Linked DNA regions of Mus musculus: all the other regions are linked to region 1. Evidence: chromatin contacts called from public HiChIP or PLAC-seq and promoter capture Hi-C data. All regions are on one chromosome and are shown on one strand. The core of a region is the stretch at or near the end of the contact, and the rest is flanking DNA. Distances in the headings are between cores, read along the strand shown.

Region 1 (3,263 bases), core at 550-3,049:
CTGTGCACTACATACATACCTGGTGTCCAGAAGAGGATATCGGTTTTCCTGACACTGGGGTTATGGACAGTTGTGAGCTGCAACATGGGTAAACCCATGTCCTCTGCAAGAATGAGAAATTCTCTTAACCACCGAGCTATATTTCTATTTCCACTAACTCGTTCCATATATATATATATATATATATATATATATATATATATTTGAGATTATTTAATTTTTTTTTAGTTATTCACTTTACATCCTGCTCACTGCCCCCTCCTGATTACCCCCTCCCTCAATCTTTCCCCCTCCCCTTCTCCTCTGGGCAGGTGGGCCCCCCCTGGGACACACACACACACACACACACACACACTCTTCAAGTCTCTGTGAGGCTAGGTGCTTCTCCCACTGAGGCCAGACAAGGCAGCCCAGCTAGCAGAACATATTCCACGTAGAGATAGCCCTTGATTCAGTTATTTAGGACCCACATCAAGCCACATATCTGCCATGCATGAGTGGGGAAACCTAGGTTCAGCCGGTGTATGTTCCTTGGTTGGCGGTTCAGACTCTGAGAGCTCCAAGGGTCCAGGTTAGTTGACTCTGTTGGTCTTCCTGTGGAGTTCCTATCCCCTTCAGGACCCACAATCCTTTCCCCTGTTCTTCCATAAGAATCCTCAAGCTCAATCCACTGCTTGGCTGTTGGTGTCTGTATCTGTCTGAGTCAGCTACTAGCTCATTCTTTACTGGAGTATTTGCTGACCCTCATTTACGGACCACTTTGCTTTGAACTTCAGGCAATACTCCTATCTCTGTGAAGCCCCTCTGTCAGGCACAGTTCCCTGTGGGTCAGTGTTCACAGACTCAATCCTGCTCCTCCCTAAAAACCTGTCTAGGGAGCCAGGACTGCTTTAGTACCTCACTGAAAAGCATTGGCTGTAGAGGCCTGGTTGTCTGATCCAGCAGAGTCCAGGCTGCACAACTTGCAGTTTTTCCTGTCGGCCCTAGAGTCTGGTGCTCTCCCCATGTGTAGGAGGTGTAAGACAAGTGAGGCTGAGAGGCAGACTGTCTCAACGGGCTGAGACTGCTTTATTTAAACACTGAGGGCCCCTAACCTAAAAGGGCTGGGACATACACACAGAGTAGCTACCAGGAGTTTACAGCTATTTTTGAGGTTTAACTCGGAGCAGGGTTGTTTCCCAGGGGTGGCATACTGCTTCTGCAGGTAGACATCGCCGAGGCTAAGCAACTTTTTATAGCGTGGGGTTAATGCCCTGTACAGCCTAATTCACGGCCTGAAGCTATTATTACACAACAGGTGGGACTGGCATTGTGTTTCGGGAGGAGCTGCACACAGAAAATATCTGTGCAAAGTAGAGTGGTGTGAGTCCACTCAAGCCACTGGGCACACAATCACTCCCAAGCTTGTGACGCTGGCCCACACACTGTTGAGTGCACTATACATCTGTCCTCAGAAGGCGCGCGGGGGTTGGAGTGGTCCCGGATCTGATGGCGTAGTCTGGACCGTCGGTGGCCGCATACGGTTCAGTACAGTAAGGCTAGTCTGAAGTGGTTATGGTGGTTGAACTAAGTGGCTTCGCAGCCTTGCTTGCACCGGAACGCTCCTGAACAGGACTAATGCGTTCCGGCTCCGCGTCAAGGCTGGCATGAAAATCGAACCCACGTCCTTGTGGCGCGATACCGAATACCGTCACGCGCACGCGCGTCTTCCCGCAACAAACACTGCACACAGCGCTGGCCGGAAACACTTTGCAAACCCACATCTTTGACTTCCGCCCGAAGCTCTAGGTGGGCGGGGCTTTCCGTGACCCAGCTCTCTACTTCCGGTGCGCGGGTGACGTAGTGCCTGCATCTCTTACTGCTGCGACACCCGGAGGACTCTGAGTCTTCTGTCGTATACTTGCTCCCCTGCTTTTCTGTGTTTCGGTCAATAACACCGCCATGAACAAGAAGAAGAAGCCGTTCCTGGGCATGCCTGCGCCGCTGGGCTACGTACCCGGGCTGGGCAGGGGGTAAGGCAGTGGGGGGGAGTTTGCCCCGGGTAGGGTGCCTGGTGCCCTGGAACACAGCTCGCTCTTGGCCTATTTGAGAACGATTCTGGACTAGCAGCCACTAGAGCTAGAGAGACCGCGTCTCAAAATAAAACAAAAAACCAGGGGCTGGAGCTAGTGGCGCACGTCTCTAACCCCAGCATTGTTGTGGGGGGTGGGTGGGATGGGATGGGGCAGGGGCAGAGGCCTTCGTTTTTAAGTTAAGAGACCAGCCTCGTCTACATAGCGAATTACAAAACAGCCAGGGCTACACAGCGAGTTTCAGGACAGCTAGAATTACTTAACGAAACCTTGTCTCAAAAACAAGGTTAACTTTCACCGCCACAACTAGGTAATTTGGCATAATGCCTTTCCGACAAAGTGGGTATGCATGTATGTATGTATGTGTCGAAATATGTAGGTTCATGAGGCCTGACTACCACTCTAAGATATGACTGAGGGGTCTGAATCTCAGTGTCTTGGTGTCTGAAGTAATATCCGTAAGCGAGTTGGCTGTAAGAAGCAGTTGAGTCTTTGATGTATACAGTAAGAGTGTGCTATACCTTTCTTCCCTTAAACATTTTTCTCTAGGATGTGTGGCTGTAGGTCACCTGTTCAAATTCTCAGCCGTCTGGACAGAGATGGCAGTGCCACTAGTCATAAGGTGTTGGGTAGATGAATAGTATTTTTCCTACTTTTTATGCATTTGATTAGGGAAACATAAGTCTTCCTTGGTAATGGTAGGAGAAGGGAGGCATTCACAGCCGTTTTCAGAAGACTTGCAGTTCACAAGACAAGTTCGGTATTGGTATAAATAAGCACAAAAAGTAGGACAGAAGTCAAGAGATATTCAGCAGTGTGGCATTTTAGTTGGGTTTACGAAGTGTCAGATTTTGGGGGAGTAAAGGAAAAACGTGGAATTTGGTATAGGCACATAAAAAGGCAAGTAGGTGGCTGGTGAAGTGGCTCAGAGGGTAAAGGCTCTGTCAACCCTGAGTTTGAGTTCCCAGAATTCACGAGGTAGGAGGAGAGAACTGATTCTCTGAAATTGTCTTCTGACTTCTACAGATATGTCAGGTCACACGCACACACTAAATAAATAAATAGTTTAAAAGGGCAGCTGAAGATGTAGCTGAGCAGTACTGACAAAGCCCTGGGTTTGATTCCAATGTCTTGCCCAACCTCTTTAAAGAATATAAAAGGGATTAGAGAGATTCCTTAGCAGTTAAGAGC
Region 2 (3,263 bases), core at 251-2,750, 440 kb before region 1:
AAGGGGCCCAAAGAGAGTCCAGCAGAGGTACCCGCGCCATTCTTGTATTGTTTGGGAGCTTGCCCTGACCCAGTCTTCTCCTGAGCCAGAATAGGGAAGAACGACACCCCCCCCCAACCCTGTCCTAACCCCATTCAGCCACATTTCATTCATAAGCCACCTGTTTCTCTACCCTATACCTTAGCCCAAATGCTCCGTTAGTGTGTAAGTGTTTGGGAAGGTGATTTGGAGGCAAATTCCTTAGGGAAGGGTTAATCAGGTCTGGACATCACAGAGCAGCAGACTGAGTGAAGCTCTGGAGCAGCCAGGAGCCCTGTGATGAGTCACTGTGCCCAGCTCTAGGGTGCATTGTCCTTCCTGTCCTCGATGCCACCCCCCCCTTCACACACACACACACACACACACACACACACCAGGGAGGGACACTGCCCTACCCCCATCTGCTGCCACCATGAAGAGAAGGCCAGCACTCCTCAGCCCCTCCACGGGCAAGGGCGCCATCTTCCTCCCTCTGCCCACAGGCTGGCAGAGGAGACAGCTGGATGGTACCCAGGCATAGGCCCAGAATAGCTCAGGCCCTCCCCACAGGCAAGGGGCAGCCATGAGGGCCGAGAGGTGAATGTCCTGTTCTAGCCAGAGAAATAAAAATCCCACCTGGCCCAGCTCAGCAAGTGCCCTCAGAGATGCCCTGACCCTCTCCCCTACTATCCAGTCCAGGTCCTGTGTCTCAGTACCCGCGCATCTCAGAGGTCAACCGAGAAGCTCAGGCCTGTTGGGGTGGGGGGTGCATCCGAGGGTGGGAGCCACATAGGACGCGATAGGGGTCCTCAGATTTCACCACCTCCCCCGCCCTACTCTGACAAATCACGGACATCCCCAGGGCCCCAAACCACCGCGCCAGCACTTTCACCGACCAGCCTGTCAAGCCCAGCAGAGCCCAGACAAGCCCCAAGGTCAAGGTGACAGCATGATGGCAGGTTTCAGGAGAAGGCCCCCCTCCACTGTCACAATTGCCTAAGGGACTCACTACCCGACTGCCACGGGGACCCACCATGCCCAGTCTAGAGACAGCCTCCCTCCACCCCCAGCCCAGGGGTGCAGCCCAGCTAGGTGCCGCATATTCCCCTCTTCCCCGGGCTGGGTTCCCAGAGAAGCGAACCCTGATTGAAAACCTAAGCAAGGGTCTCAGACCGGGATGTGCGTCCTTACCCAGAGCCGAGGACTCAGTCAGAAGGACTGGTGGCGCCGGCGCCGGCGGTTTTATCTCTCCAGGAGGGGGTCCACCTATTGACGGTGCCGGCGCAATGCACTGCGCCCCTGCAGTACGGCAATGCGGTACCGGAGGGGGGAGGCGGGCGCCGAGCGGCTGGCAGATGGGATGCGAAAGATGCGTGGACGCAGGGGCCGCGCACCCACGGACGCGGGCCGGCGTAATGAGGATCCGAGAGGACGCAGCTGCAATGATGCACCGGAGCGAGGGAGAGAACCAGTGAGCGAGAACGCAGACCAGGAGAGAAAAACAGGCAAAAGGGCGGTGCAGCGCGCAGAGGTGGGGGCAGGGAAACAGAGCCAGGAAAGGAGGGGCAGGGATGGAGAGAAGCGAAAGAAACAGTAGAGAGAACTGGGGTAGCAGAGACAGTGGTTGCTGGAGAGCAGGGGGGAAAAAAAAGGTACATCCAACATAAAGATGTCCCCAGGAAGGTGGAACACAATAGGGAACCAGCAAGTAGACTAGGAGAGAAGAGGCCCAAGCCCAGGTCAAGATCCCTGCAAGCCTTGATGTGGGCATCCATTGCTGGCCCTGCTCATGGTTGAGTCCCGGTGAACATGAAGCTCAGTTTCCAGAGGTTTTCCACGATCCCCACCACCCCTAGCACAAGTGCTTACTCACATGGACCCTACATGACAGGCCCTTGAGGCAATCAGCCAGTCCAGCCCGCAGCCCAACCTTCTTATGAAGCCCTGGAAAGAGGTTTTTGTCTACCTATTCCCTTAGGTGTAGGGAATTTACAAAGCCCGTTCTCAGATGGTCTTAGCTAAGGTCACCAAGAACATCCAAACAGGGTTCAGATCCCCACTCTCCTTCAGGCTCCATTGGTAGGAAGCAGGGAGCCCTTGAGATTTCTAGAAAGATTAGGATATCCCAAATAGACCTTAAGGGGGTTGTGGCCACCGTGTATCACCAGGGGCTTCTTCAGAGGTGCCTATCTTGTCATTTGACCCAGACATTCCCGTTTTCCAATACTGCCACCTGTCCTAACCCAACCAGTCTTTGTGGTTGCAAGTAGGAAGCAAAGGTTCCTTGAGTATTTATGCTGACTGACAGCAGGCCTGTGCCTATTCCTTCTACCCTGGTGTAGAGTAGATCTAGACATAGAAGGCCCAGGTCAGGGCCCAGCACCTCCTACTGAGAGCGCCTGTTAGGGGACCCTGGAGATGGGTGCCCAATTAGGGCAGCTATCAAGTATGAAGAGAGAGTAAGGTGAAGCCTAATGAGGGTCTGTCTAGCAGAGGGCAGCCAGAGGCTAGGCAGGGCTCTCAGATGACTTGGCACTTTTGAAGACTGCTGAGACCGTCAACTGGGAGCCAGGAATTAAAAATAAACGCCTGGCAAGACATTAGCATTTACTCCACCCACTTGTCCAACTCATCTCTCCCTGAATGCCTTCCTTCTTGCATGGAGATGACTGGGCCTGGTTTCGAAATCAGGAGGTAGAGTGGGCTCAATAATGAGGTCCAAAACCCAGCATCTTTGTGAATAGCTATTAGTCCTTAGCTTTGGAGTCGCCTCCTCTGTCTATCTGGGCAGCAGTGAGCCAGCAAGGCCCAAGGCCAGGAGCTTACCCATCTAGAGGACTGACCCCTAATGACCAGAGGTCATGTCCTGCCTGAAACACCTATACATTGACCTACAGGAGGCAGGTCAAAAGTACCTCCCTGTCATTAGGACATACTTTGCCTCCACTGCAAATCCCTGAAGCCTTTGTTGGTATGAGAGACCCTGGGAATAGGCAGAAAACAGATTTTTAAGAGGTTAACAGTGTTGAGCAACAACATACTCAGCCAACATGATAGGGGGCCTTGAGGCCAGCTGTTCCAAGGAGCCACTAAGCCAGCAGCACTGAGCAATGGCCAGGCACTCAATAGCGCCAGCAACGGGGCAGCTATTGCTTCAATCTGCATGTATCTCCCAAGTTGGGACTGAATCTCCAGGAAGTAGTGCTGGTATGGGGCTTTCTATGGGACATTTAGGTCCTGAGGGC
Region 3 (3,263 bases), core at 526-3,025, 270 kb before region 1:
TTAGACTGAATACCTGTCCAGATGCAGTTGTGAATAGCTTAGAGCTATGAGTTCTTCTTTCTGAGCAACCTCGGCATAGGCAGGCTAACGAGAATGAAAAAACCCAAGGCTTTATGGATGTTTAGGCAAACACTATACCGACATTGTTGGCTCCCATAGCTGTCCACATGGACAGGGTCAGTAACCTCTGGTGTCAGTAATGACCTGGTGGGCAGCTTTTGCTTCTAATCCCTATGGTAAATATACATCAAGAACTTAGTGTGTGGTGCTACTTAGGCACCTCTTACAGAGCTTGGATTTTAGTACCTGGAGTTGGGAGAGCAGATAGCAGAAGATGCTGTTGAATGGTTGAGGATAGCGGAAGTGGACAGAAAGAAGGCTTCAGTGATCTGGTAAAGACAAGACAAGTACCTTTACCTGCTGGGCCAACTCGCTGGCCCTAGCATGACAGTTTTGAAGAACTAGGTTAGAAATCACTGCGGTAAGCGGGCGTGGTGACGCATGCCTTTAATCCCAGCACTCGGGAGGCAGAGGCAGGCCTGGTGTGCACTACACAAAGATACAGTGTCTTGAAAAACAAAACAAAATAAGTTAGACTTAAAATTTCAAGCTTAGGCTTTTTAAAAGAATTAGAAAAATTAAAGTCTTATTTTGTTTTGAGACAGGGTCTCACTGTGTATCCCTGGCTGGCCTGAACTCAGAGAAATTTGTCTGCCTTTGTCTCCTGAATTAAAGGTGTATGCTATCACACTCTGAGAGAAGATTAGTAAACTCTAACATCAGTTTTTCCTTTCAAGAGTATTGGTTTTGGTTTTTTTGAGATAAGGTTTCTCTGTATAACAGCCATGTCCTGGAACTCACTTTGTAGACCAGGCTGGCTCCCAACTGACAGAGATCCACCTGTCTCTGCCTCCCGGGTACTAGGATTAAAGGCGTGGGCCATCACACCTGGCTTTATCAGTTAAATTTAAAAGAAAATTGTAAAGTACTAATTTATTTTTGTTTGAGTGTATGTATGTGTGACCCACTGTGCATGTGTGGAGGTCAGTGGATGATTTGGAATACTTGGTTCTCTCATGGGATTGAACTCGAGGCTGGGGTCTTAGCGTGCCTTACCTTCTAACATCTTGATCTTCCCACTGTTAGTTAAAAAAATTTTTTTAGCATTCTAGCTGAGAATAGTGTGTATATTTACTTTTTCAAGTTATATGCATATGTACGTATACACACACACACACACACACACACACACACACACACACACACACACAGGTACTAGGGTCAAACTTTATTTTCTATCATTGAACATGCTCCGTGAAAAGGTAAGTGATTTAGTTATTCATGCGTTGTAGAGTTCATGGCTGATGTGCCTATTAAGATTCTAATAGGTCAGAATTTCAGTGTTTCTTTACACTATGCATATATTCGCTCTCTGTTTTATCAAAAAAATGGAATATGCAGCTGTAAGCATTTTAAAGTTAATAAAAACTTCAAAACATGGTTTTAAAGAAAAAAAGCAAGTTTCAGAAAATGAGGAAATGCTGCAGCCTTTCAAAGGACCTGGATCTACAGTGAACAAAGGCTTTTAGAATTGAACAGTCCAGCTCACTTCTAAGAAACCTGAGTAGATAGTTTTCTGAAGTTTACAGAATGGCCACTTATGGTTTGTGGAAGGGTTTAACTGCTCTAGTCACAAGGTCATTTCAGGCCCAAACTACAGGAAGTGATACTGTATTCTGATGGAAATGGCTGCAATTAAAGAGACTTAAGGGTCTAGGAACTTAGCTCACTGGTAGAGCATTTGTCTAGCATTGGTGAGCCCAGGTAGTCAATCACAGGACCACACACATACATAAAAAACAAAGCATGCTGGCAAGATAGTTCAGCTGGTAAAGGTGCTTATCACCAAGCAAGCCTGATGCTCTGAGTTCAGTTCCTAAGGCCTACATGTTGGAAGGTGAGAACCCTTAGACTGTCCTAAGACCTCTACCTATGAACCTTAGCACACAGGCACTCTCCCTGCCACAAAGTAACAACAGCATCAGCAGCAAAGGTAGAAGTAAGTGTGAGGTGTGGGGCAGTCGGAGGTACCAACTGTGGCTGGTGGATATGGTGATCACGCAGTAGCTCTGTCAACAGTGTGTGCTTGTAGCTCCCTTCTAGGAAAAGAAAGTCCTTAATCCAGTGACTCAGGCATACAGTCACTGGAGTTTACTGACCACTGCCAGAAGTGGGAAGCTAGAAACTGCCAGCAGTGAGAAGTGAGTCTCAGAAATGCTACATTCTCCTCCTCTCCTTCCTCCTCCTCCTTGTTTTTTTGTTTTGTTTTGTTTTGTTTTTGAGACAGAGTTTGACCTGGAACTCACTCTGTAGATCAGACTGGCTTTAGTAATCTGCCTGTTTCTGCCTCCCAAGTGCTGGGATTAAAGGCGTGCATCACCACTGCCCCGCTCAAAGCTACATTCTTCTTGAGGGAGTAGAATACTGGTTGTAAAATATTCACATCTGAGGCTGGAGAGATAGCTCAGTGGTTAAGAGCACTGACTGCTCTTCTGAAGGTCCAGAGTTCAAATCCCAGCAACCACAAGGTCGCTGACAACCACCCATAATGAGATCTGATATTCTCTTCTGGTGTGTCTGAAGAGAGCTACAGTGTACTTACATATATCAATAAATAAATCTTTTTTTTTTTTTTTTGGGTTTTCGAGACAGGGTTTCTCTGTATAGCCCTGGCTGTCCTGGCGCTCACTTTGTAGACCAGGCTGGCCTCGAACTCAGAAATCCGCCTGCCTCTGCCTCCCGAGTGCTGGGATTAAAGGCGTGCGCCACCACGCCCGGCTTTTTTTTTTTTTTTTAATCCACATCTATCAAAACCTAGATGTCGGGCTGGTGAGATGGCTCAGTGGGTAAGAGCACTGACTGCTCTTCCAAAGGTCTGGAGTTCAAATCCCAGCAACCATATGGTGGCTCACAACCATCTGTAACAAGATCTGACTCCCTCTTCTGGAGTGTCTGAAGACAGCTACAGTGTACTTACATATAATAAATAAATAAATCTTTAAAAAAAAAAAAAAAAACCCTAGATGTCGAGCTGGAGAGATGGCTCAGTGGTTAAGAGCACTCACTGACTGCTTTTCTGGAGAGCCTACTTTGGATTTCCCTGAACCTGTATGGTGTTTCACAGAGCTCTAAGTGTAGTTCAAGGAGAATCTGGCACCCTCCTCTGGCCTTTGTGGGTACTGCGTGACTATAGTCCACAGATT

Evidence for each region. Promoter capture Hi-C pulls out the DNA fragments that hold promoters and counts their contacts. HiChIP or PLAC-seq counts read pairs in DNA pulled down with a chosen protein or histone mark.
Region 2: a promoter capture Hi-C map of hippocampal neurons shows a contact between it and region 1, with 2.4 times the contacts expected there. The contact joins the promoter of Eef1a2 here to the promoter of Prpf6 in region 1. A contact is called at or near these places in 2 of 39 promoter capture datasets (embryonic stem cells and hippocampal neurons), 3 of 115 datasets of contacts at active chromatin or transcription factors (acute myeloid leukemia and embryonic stem cells) and 2 of 9 other capture datasets (adipose tissue and embryonic stem cells).
Region 3: an H3K27ac HiChIP or PLAC-seq map of embryonic stem cells shows a contact between it and region 1, with 4 times the contacts expected there. The contact joins the enhancer-like site here to the promoter of Prpf6 in region 1. A contact is called at or near these places in 12 of 39 promoter capture datasets (the C10 cell line, the HPC-7 cell line, cranial neural crest and 7 more), 11 of 115 datasets of contacts at active chromatin or transcription factors (bone marrow-derived macrophages, craniofacial prominence, embryonic midbrain and 4 more) and 2 of 9 other capture datasets (adipose tissue and liver).

The regions. Positions count from the first base shown.
Region 1 is chr2:181,599,520-181,602,782 of GRCm38.p6, forward strand. It overlaps Prpf6 (pre-mRNA splicing factor 6), which reads left to right and starts at 1,800. Exons shown (of 21, transcript NM_133701.2): 1 at 1,800-2,012. The coding sequence starts at 1,942.
Region 2 is chr2:181,155,515-181,158,777 of GRCm38.p6, forward strand. Eef1a2 (eukaryotic translation elongation factor 1 alpha 2) reads right to left here and starts at 1,501. Exons shown (of 8, transcript NM_007906.3): 1 at 1,210-1,501.
Region 3 is chr2:181,331,021-181,334,283 of GRCm38.p6, forward strand. All of the region lies in intron 8 of Rtel1 (regulator of telomere elongation helicase 1), which reads left to right. Among named protein-coding and RNA genes, the nearest start is that of Rtel1, 13 kb to the left of the region's middle. Within about 2 kb of position 1,776, at least 8 of the 459 cell types and tissues checked have an H3K27ac peak or open chromatin away from gene starts, as enhancers often do. A contact at or near this core is called in embryonic stem cells, where this site is marked.